Regions from separate parts of the Gasterosteus aculeatus genome. Here region 1 is linked to region 2. A link is a contact called in public Hi-C data. All regions are on one chromosome and are shown on one strand. The core of a region is the stretch at or near the end of the contact, and the rest is flanking DNA. Distances in the headings are between cores, read along the strand shown. Region 1 holds the start of trabd2b (TraB domain containing 2B). Region 2 overlaps trabd2b (TraB domain containing 2B).

Region 1 (4,959 bases), core at 2,328-4,827, 47 kb after region 2:
TCGTGTATTCACGTAATCAGACAAGATATCAAAGCTGCATGTTTCGCTCATCCAATGGAGAGGGATCCAAAGGAGGTGGTTTTGTTTTTTGTCTTTCGCTCTCTTCACCTTCTCTAATGCGTTGTGCATGTGCGTCGCTCAGCCCGACGCCCCTCTCTGCACATTTCAGCTGTTGAGTGTTTGTTCAGTGAGGTGGACGGACATCCATAACCGTAAAGCTGTCTCCGGCTGAAAGGTTTCGATCACTTCTCCCGGCACACCCTGCTTTACTACCAGCACAACCAAACGGAATCTCACGTCTTATCACGCTCGCATTTCCCGCCGGGGGAAATCCAGCGCGGAAAGCAGAACACAAAGCGTTCGTAAGAGTTCGTTCCTCCTCTTACCTGAGAGAAGTTCAGCCCGTTGAGGGGGTGACACTGCTCCTCCACCCGCTCCACCGCCCCCGTCACCTTTCCCATCCTCTCGGCCTCCTGAGCCAAGAACAGGTCCAGCACGGGTGTCCCCCTGGACCGAACGTCCCACTCCGTCAACGAGTTCACCATCAGCATCACCCAAACGGGCCTTTTCCGCTCCCAGTTCCCCGCGATGGCGTTGAACAGGTAGTCTGCGTACAGGCCGCGGCCGCGCTGGTCGGCGGTCATCCAGTGGGGCATCCTGTGCTTGACGTAGTCCAGGTGGCGTTTGAGGCGGCGGTACAGGTCTCGAGGCAGCAGCGTCTGCAGGTTCTCCCCGTGGGGCAGCAGCTGGCAGCTGGTCAGCTTGGAGATGGTCAGCGGGTCGGTCAGGTCCAGCTCAAAGAACACGTTGCGGCTGCTGTGGAAAGCCTGCTTGGACCTGTCGGCGATGAAGTCCCAGACCCGCGTGTAGGGCACGTGGATGGTGCCGAATAAGTAAGAAGGTGGGTGAGGAGGCGCACGGTTTACTCTCCACAGGAAAGAGTTCATGTCGCTTTGCTGTGGAGGAGACGGAAGGAAAGAATACATTAAAGGGGGGAAAGAGAAATTCAACTACAGCCGACACATTGTTCCTGTATTGTGACTCATTGGCTCGGCTCAACGCGTTAGCACTTTTTTGAGATGATGCATATAGTCAGCTCGGGGGTTTGCTGCTGGGGGGTTTATAGAGCGGCCTTTGGGGCTGTGAACAGACCCCCGTGTATTGTTGAGGCGCATACCTCGGTTGCCAATGCCTCTTCTGGGCCGGGAAGCGTTTTGAAGGCTGCAGTGCAAATACACGGCGCTCAGAGCTCATAAAAACCAAAAGCTGAAAGAAACCTGCCCTCCATCGTGACCCCAACTGTGATACTTTTGTTTGTGAGATGTTTTACACCAGGCGGAGAGACCGGGTGCTGACAGCCTCAGGTTCGGCGCGGTTTTTGTCCCGTACGGTTTACGTTGCTGGACGTGTCTGGTGCTGTTATCATTTGAACAATGTCACAGTGGAAAGGAAACAATCAGCACCATTCTAAATGAGCACGAGGGCCGCATTGCGTCGCAAAATATGTTTCTTGTTAAGTGCTCCACAAATGTGTTGCGCATGTGTTACGACTTTGATGTTGGCATTAATATGAAGAAAAAAATGAACTTCTATAAACAATATTCAACTTCTGGCTCTTAAGACACTGTAATCAGGCGTTTGAGGGATGAAACCCATTACTGTACAATAAAGTTATTCTTAGTAAATGTTAACTTCTCAAATTTAATCAAGATTTGCTTCAACATGGGTTCAAATTATAGTGCACGCTGCCAATGTTGTCTACGTTGTCAAATATGTTTGCCAAAGGGCCAGTGGAGTCATCAAATGGGATGTTCTGCTATCTTCATAATGAACTAAAATGAGCGTTCAGTCATTTCTCAGGGCGGCCTTGCAGATACACCAAAAACCTTTCAATGGCGTGCGTCTAACTCGGGGAGCAGCCCACGCCGCAGACTGACGCACGTTGGATGGCATGAGACGCGTCAGCGCACTCTGCGTCGTATTTCTGTTTTGTTTTTTTGCAGCATCTTGTCAACCGTTAACGTGCACGCGTGCACAGAGGCCTGCTCCGTAAAATAACGACTTTTCGACGTGGAGAGCGTGGTACGTGTCCTGCGGGAGAGGCCAGATCCCCACTCCGCTAAAGGCGCGTGGACTTTTCTGGGGAGCTTTGACGCGCAGAGCTCCTTTTTTATGGGGTAATTACTCTTAACAGAAAACAGAGAGCACTGCACTGACGCGTTGCAAATCACACGAAGCCTTCGGTGATCTCTCACACCAGATCCATCATCGGCCCCAAGAACTAAACGGACTAATCAAACAACACCATGTGATCTTGAAAAGACGCCGCGGGCACAAGTGTCGTATTTAAAAAAAAAAAAAACGCCTGTCGCTGAGTTTTTTAATTTGACCCCAGAAGTCTGCTTCTTGATTTTAATAAACTCTCCCCTCCTTCGTGGAGAGGATGCTTTCGCGGTGGGAGACGGTTCAAGCCACATCCATAATTTTACCAATATGCGCAGATAGATTCGCTGAAACATGAGCACGTTTGTAGGGTCAGTGAAACTTTTCCAAATGAAGTCAAGTCGGCCCCGGGTGTTCCCCTCCTGCGTTTGTCACATAAACAGCCACAAAGTTGTGAAGCTTTAACAATTTCTCTCGGCAGCTGCTTTCCCGCATTTCTTCTAGTGATTTCATTTAATGCGTCGGTTCTGAAATACCTGAACTTCTTTACACGTCTGAGGAGACAAGGCGGCTGTGTTTGATCACTGCACATAATAATATAATATTACTGCAGTCTATTTTTATTGGTAATATTATCATAGGCTATTCTATCAATTTCCATTGATAGTGCAATTAAAACTTATATTTTCATACGCTTATGCTTATAAAAAAAGTTCAGATGTGTAAAATGTCGTAATATTTGACCTCATTCTTTGCACAATTATGATAAATGATTTTGTGATTTTGCCATCCCGCCGATTCATTCCAAAATGACTAATAGTTTCACTGTTATTTCTCCATCTGCACGTTTTTAAGGAAACAATTCCATTTGGATGCCGACAACAAGTGTGACCGTTAACCATTAACTTTCTGGATAACAGAGAGGTAGAACGATCAAATGAGACGACGAACCCAAAAAAAAGACCCCCACGACTCACCGACTGCGGTGCGTCGCACTGCTTCGGTCTGTCCGGTCGGTGCGCGCCCCAGGGGGCCACCGCGTGCAGCAGAGCGCACAGGAGCGCCAAGCTGGATCCCGGCAGGCGGACCATGGTGCCGAGGTGACGGGACGCTGCGAGTCGGTCGGCTCTCGGTCGCCTCCTTTGCACTTTCTTCCAAGTCGTCTCTCCTCTGGAATGATACGTATAATAAATGCAGATTAAACCCGTTGCCGGTGGCCTCTCGGCTCAGATGTGGCGCGCCGCTGGAGGAACATCCCCGACCTCTAGGCTACTTCTTCCCGCCTGGGACTGTTTTTTTGGACGGTTTCTGTCTCTCTTTCTACTCGGTGCAGAGCTGGGAAGCAGGAGCGGCTCAAGACTCTTTGGAGAGTTTCCGCAGTGCGCTCCGCAAGTTAGGAGCGTCTTGCCTGGAAGAGAGGGAGGTGGGACGACCTGAGTACTCCCCCCCCCCCCTCCTGACACCAGACAGACCCCACAGTCCTGAGCGGTGGACGAATGTTCTTCCAACGTCGTGAAGGGTAAGATTAGATATTGCCTCATTCAACTTGATGTTATTCCCGTCATAAAGTCTGACTTTAGTATTTTATAAAGTTATAAAGTATAAATATAATCAATAAGGGGTTTATGTGGTTGCTTAGTATTTCTCTTTTTCAACGTTTTAATTCAACAAATTAAGAAATCAATTACTTATTGAACTTGATGAAATGTATTTAATAAATACGTTAGTGTTAAACGGCTTCAAGATTAAAAATTACATTTAGAAAATAATAATAATAATACAAATATATTTTTTAGCCTCATTTCAGTTAAGTTGAAACAGATTTCTGCAGCTCTTTAAAGAAAACTTACCAACCACACAGATCCATGAGGTCAGTTGACAAACACGTGCTGGCAGCCCACGTTTCAGTTTGTTTTTGGTTTTCAACACAGCCATTCCAAAGATGTAAATAAGCACTATTTTGCGTGTCGTCATGTGCTTCCTCTCCAGGACGATCACATCCGTCTTTGTCCTTCTCTGTTTGACAACCCCGCAGCCCTTCATTTGTATGAGCGTCCCACTGCGGCAGAGAATTTATACCTTATATCCGTCATTAATAAACGGGTCAGTGTAAAGACAACTGTGAGAAGTGTTTTGTTTACTTTCAGTCCAGCACTCCTCTTCAGATCGGTCACGGTGTGGAGTCCACTACTCCGCCGTGACCTCGGTGATTGTCCAAGTGGCAGACAATGTGACAGAGTCAAGTATACTGGGGAAATTTATCACGGAGAGACCCCTCAAAAAAGTGGCACCGGGCCCCTCCCTGCAGTCGGACAAGCAGCCCTTTGTCCTCGGCCGTGTTCTCCACTCGTCTTCTCGCCGCCGCCTGCTCTCGCTTTTCTTACTAAGCAGCTTTGTTAGCGGCCGACCGTCTCTGTGGCTCGTTGCCCAATTTCGCGTTCAGATGAGGCGGATCGGGGCGTTTCTGCACAGTGTCTTTGATCAGCTTGTCGTTTAACACAGTTTCACGTTGTAAAACTGTGACACTTCTGCCCTTTGACCCTCTGACTTCTTTTATTGGGCGCCATTCATCAAGCTCTGCGAATTCGAAACGCTGAAGAGTTGATATTTCTTTGTTTTATACATCTGCAAAATGGACCAGTCCAAGGCGACCTCAACCCTTTTTCCTGAGTCCCAAGAGCCGCACGTAACACATTCACGTCGATCTGATCACATCTTCTCCTCCTGGCCTCTCTGACCGGTGTGGGATTTCAGTTAGCGCTTTCGCTCTAATGTGACCACCTGTGGACTCAGGTA
Region 2 (5,225 bases), core at 2,180-4,679:
CTTATCTACAAACTACTAAAAGCACATAAAAGAGCCGTACTGTCTCATTGGTTGACGTATTCCTCCATGACCCCGCTGCACTAAGGCAGTGTAAACGGGGACGCTTTGAGCGCGCTCAGTGGCGTCCTCCAGAGATTGCGAGTTGCTGCAGAACAAACGGCACAGGTCATGTTCGTTGTAACTAGAACACGTCACCAGGTGCAGCAGTAGGGCCGCTTGTTTTAGGCACCAGCATCCACGGAGGGCCACGGAGCACTGGGCTCTGTTAGTCTGCAGCCCTACAGGCATTTCAGCGCAACAATGAACCGTCGGCTACCTGGAAATGTGAAATGAAATGGCAGCTTCGTGTTTGTCGCCGGATGCCGTCTCGCCCGCGGAGACTTGCACCTGAACCGCGTTGAGGCAGCACAAGGCCACGCGGCTCCATCCCGCGGCTCAAAGCCGCACAATCTTCAAGGGGGGCCGTGGACAATGGGAGGGAATAATGTCTCAACCAGCACAAACACAGACGAGGCGCGAGTCACTGAAGCTCGCCCCCCCGAACACCTCTCTCGGCTATCAGCGGGATTATCTGAAGGGAGGAAGTGCTATCTGCGCGGCTAAACACACTTTGCCCCCCACCCACTCCTTCTCCAAAGCTTTATGGCTGCCGTCGGGCTAGACCGAGAATCAAAGCGAGATGTGGGGGTGACCGTCCGCCGCACAGGATGCGGTGAGCGTCCCTCTGCAACGAGCAGCTACAGATACCCCCCCCTCTCCCCCCCTCTCCCTCAGCGTGGCAGGCTGCTGCAGACCCAACTAGGCGGGAGACAATGCGCTCGGCCGTGCATTGTGTCGGACCCCTCCTCCGCCGTTTAGTGCCCATTGGCTTCGCACACTTAGAATGCTCCGGACGGCTCTCCCCCCTCTCCCCCCCCTCCGAGATCAATGCTCACCTTGGCCCCCCGGCGACTTTCCCTCTCTCGTCAGGTATTGATCGAAGACGAGGCCAAGGCGCCGCCGCGTGAAAGCACTCCTGCGCGTGTGTGTCTTTCGCTGTTGTGCATCATCGATTTATATATTTTCTTCAGTAATTCGGCAGGAGAATGAAACAATGCGGCGTGTTGCTTGGAAAGAGAGTTAAAAAACAACAACTGCTTCCTTTATCTTGCTCCGGTTCGTTGGCTCCATCGCCTCGGCGACTTACCGACGGCGGCACCATAACATCCCGCCGGGGAAAACACAGCAGTTTGATTCCTAATCCTGTTACCAGAGGGGGGATTTTAAAATGTTTCTTCTGGTCCCCTCATTCTAGTCAATGGGTCTGAATCGTGATCCACTGCAGGCCTCCTCAGGCTCAGTAAGCCTTAACCTTGGAGCCTCCCTCCAGACCCCCCCCCACCCCCTCCGAAGAGGCCCAGGCAAACAGGGAAGGAGATAGGGAGGGAGGGAGGAGGCAGGCCAGGGGGTGTCGGAGGTGTGCGGTGAAACCGAGGACCTGCCACATTATATGCTTTAACATGACTGGCAAATCCGGCACGGTTAAACAAACTTAACCTTCATTTGTGAAACGGCGCAAATCAAAGGGCAAAAAACGACTTGTGCACGTAATCTCCACCGGGGGGGTGCGGGTTGGGGGAGCAACAGGGAGGTAAAGGGAGGATGAAGGGGTGCTCGGTCTCAGGGATAGCCGGGCATTAACAGGTTGAATGGAAGGAAATGGGAATCATTTAAGGCGAGGGGCATTTTTAATGAGTTTGCTCAGAAATTGATTTTCCACTGTAATCTTTTATTTATATGCGGCGGGCGGCGTGTCCCCGGCAGAGTGAGGGTCAGCCCTCAAAGCGCCCTGTCAAGGCCCCCACTCCTTCAAACAACACCCCAAAGTCCAGGGAAAATGGTATTCTAGCTAAGGCAAATATTGTCCTGTCTTGGCTTAAGGGGCGAAAAGGCTGTTTGTTCTAAAAAACGTCCCTTTTTCTCTGTTGAAGAGGAAACTGTTAAACGCTCGATTGAAAGCTACAAAGTGAAGTTAATAATGCAACAAAATTCGCTCTGAAATTATACGTATAGATTAAAAGGATTTCATTAAAACATCTCAGGTGTTTTTGGTATAAGTTTAAACTTATATCAAAAAATAACTTTATTAACTAAAATGAACTTAATATTTCTTCTTATTTCACTTATTCTTTGCCAGTTAATCAAGTTAGCGAGGGATATACTTTACACTTTATTGAGAATGTTGGCTATATTTATTTGAAGTATTCATTTGGATCTTTACATTGGATCCTTTGTTGTTTTGTGAAACTGTGCTTTCACAGCACACGTTGTAGTCCGTAAAATCTATCCTGATGATTTAATTATCAAAATAGCATAAAAGTGACTGAAGCAAGCCATAACATTCCTTTCAGTGTTATTATGAGATTATGAGAACCAAAAGCAAAGCAGAGTTTTTGCTTTTTATGTCAGATTATTTATGTCTTCATTATTTTTGACATCAATAGTTTGAGAATGTATTTTATGTCTCTAATGTTATGATTTCAAAACACATTACAATAAGCTAGTTGGAATTGGATCAGTAGGTCCAGTTTTAATTGGCTTATCAAACTGCAAAAAATAATATATTATTGGAATGAATATAACGTAAATATGTAAATGTCGAGATTTGGGCTCGAATATGAATATTTTCTACACCGTTATGTTGTCCATGAAGCGGTGCCTTCCTCTGCAGGTCAGTGCTCATGAGCTGGTAATGAGGTTCTTCTGTGACGATTCCGCCACCTGGTGGCAAACGGCACAACTGCAGCAGGGCCGCACGTTTAGTTGGTTCCACTTGAATTGAATGTTCGGGCTGTACGTTGACATCATACAAGGGGAACATTCTGTTTTTCACCACTTTGTAGTTCTGCTGGAGCGCCTGGGGGTCAAGGTCAGCTGGGGCTGATCACGGCTCTGCCTGATGGATTTAATGTGGCTTCCTGTTCCTCTGAGGGAAACGCTGCCTGCCCGTCTGCGACTTCCTGCCGGTTTGTTCCTGCGGTCCGGTTTTCATTCTGTGATGCAGGACAAGTGGCACTTGGTCCAAAGCAACTGTAGTGGAGGCAACGGGGAATGATGTTGTCCTCGTTCCATCCAGCAGGTGGCAGGTTTAGATCACCTGTTGCACGCGAGCACCCCCCCCCCCTTTTATTGAGGAAAGATCATCTTCACACACTTCAAATGATTTTAAAGTTTATTTATTTCCTTATTTGTCTTCAAAAAGCCAGAAAATATACTGTTTTCTTCCAGAAATAATAAATATACAATATTCTTATTTTTTATGAACAAAATGAACAATTTACAAAAGAAAGACCAGTGGCACAAAGTGCTCCACCGCAGTACTGTCCGACCGTATTGACCTCGTTCATCACAGAGCTACAATTTATTAGTAGGTCCTACTCTCATAGTTATCGTCCTACTTTTCTACACAAGTATGACAGTTTTTATTCTACCGTAATAGAACACAGGCTCAGAGCTCGTCCCGCTCAGTTTGACACACTGAAAAGCAGGCGGAGGCCTCTGCGGGGAGGGGGAGGAGGGCGTAGCTGATCCCCCCTCCACCCCCTCCCCATCAACGGAGGTCGTCCTCTGGAGGCGGTTCTATCTGCGGCATTTTGTCTTTGAGGCGGCGCCCGGCTCTGCGGTCAGGAGGCGAGCAGCCCGTGTATTAGCAGCCAGGCCACCATGCAGGACGGCGTGAGCGGGCGGCGGGCGGCGCCGGCATCGTCCACCGGGGGCGGGGGGGAAGTCGGGCCGTGCTGCGGCCCCGTGGCGGAGACCTCCGTCCGTCTGTGCTGCTCTTGATGGGTCCTCGGCGGCTCCGCCGTCACGTAGCCGTTGATTATCCTCACATGAGGTGGTGGAGTAGTGCTGCAGGGAAGAGGAGATCGCGGTTGTTCTGGCGTGCTCGTGGGAAGGGGGAGGGGCTGGAAATCACCGATCACAAGAGACGTATCTCACCTGTCGCCGATGCGGACCCACAGGTCGCTGAAGAGGCGGGGCCTCCCGTGGCCGCGGTGGGCCTTGCGAGGCCTCTTGTGTCGCCCAAACTCCTCCAGCTGGCTCAGGCTGTCGGGGAGGAGGATGTGAGGCGGCTCGTCGTCTCCGAGGCCGCGCTCGCCCTCCGCGTAGTCCGCCTCGAGCCCCGCCTCCGACGGAGCGGCCGGCCAGCCGTCGGGGGGCGACGTGCCGGCGCCCTCCTCGCCGGACCGTGCCGGAGGCTCTTGCACCGCTTCGCCCCTGCAGCGGGAGGAAAAAACAGACGGAGAGGAGGTGGAGTCAAATTGTCCTCAAGGAAAAAGCCCCCTCTGGGGTGTTTGGACCACGTGATCTGTAGGTATTTCGCTGAAAAGCTTTAGACTCACAGATGAAAAACAATCAGATACAAGACCGCTCCTCTTTTGGAAGTTTAGCGCTCAGTGGTTTCGGACCACCTTTGCGTTCTGCACGTCTCTTTACTTCAATCAAGACGCCTTGCGCTATAAACGCTGTACCGACGGGCAGAAATAACAGTGACCGTACTGGTGCATCAGAACCGCCGTCTGTCCGAAGCGGACCACCCAGAACTGCTGACCTCTCTTTGAGAAACCTTTTTTTCTTCCCCCGTTAGTCATCCTTTCTCCTCTCGTTCCAAAAACTGTCAATATGGCTTGAATGTGACTGTTTTAATCTAGAACACCTAAAGAACCCCAACCGCCCCCCCATCCACTCCTCCGTCAGTCAGGTGATAAAAACGCTCTCCTTAGGCTGCCGCTCTGAGGCTAACAGCTTCCCTAAACGCCTCTCAGTCAGCCATCTTGTGGTGTTTTTCCTTGGCTGGCTTGTCAACTTCTATCAGGAAGCTGAAAGTGTCTGTGCACACGTATAAGTGTGTGTGTGTGTGTGTGTGTGACCACAGTAAGTCTGTCCACTGGTCAGTTTTGACGCCAGAACCACTTTTTCTAAAAAACCCACAACTCTGCAAAACAGGGCGTCGGCCAACAGGGAGTCCGTGTTTACGGCCGCGGTTTGCACGGAGAAGTTACTGGATGGACAAATTCTCCCTGATTCAAGTGTCTTTCTGTACTGCTTCTTCACAGAACCACAGATCAATATGTAAGGTGACAGCTGCTCTGTGCCAAGGGATGGGATTTCACACACACACACACACACACACACACACACACACACACAGATTGAGGCATTAAGTACAACCCTCCTTTGGCACG

Evidence for each region. Hi-C and Micro-C count contacts between places; a contact is called where the count stands out from the background.
Region 1: a contact with region 2 is called in a Hi-C map of whole body, with 5 times the contacts expected there. The contact joins the promoter of trabd2b here to the enhancer-like site in region 2. A contact is called at or near these places in 4 of 6 Hi-C or Micro-C datasets (liver, skeletal muscle and whole body).

What each region holds. Positions count from the first base shown.
Region 1 is chr8:18,101,011-18,105,969 of fGasAcu3.hap1.1, forward strand. It overlaps trabd2b (TraB domain containing 2B), which reads right to left and starts at 3,578. Exons shown (of 7, transcript XM_078108511.1): 1 at 3,141-3,578; 2 at 387-956. The coding sequence starts at 3,254.
Region 2 is chr8:18,054,267-18,059,491 of fGasAcu3.hap1.1, forward strand. trabd2b (TraB domain containing 2B) reads right to left here. Exons shown (of 7, transcript XM_078108511.1): 6 at 3,979-4,257; 7 at 3,200-3,888. The coding sequence ends at 3,663. Among protein-coding and RNA genes, the nearest start is that of trabd2b, 48 kb to the right of the region's middle. Within about 2 kb of position 3,430, at least 2 of the 9 cell types and tissues checked have open chromatin away from gene starts, as enhancers often do.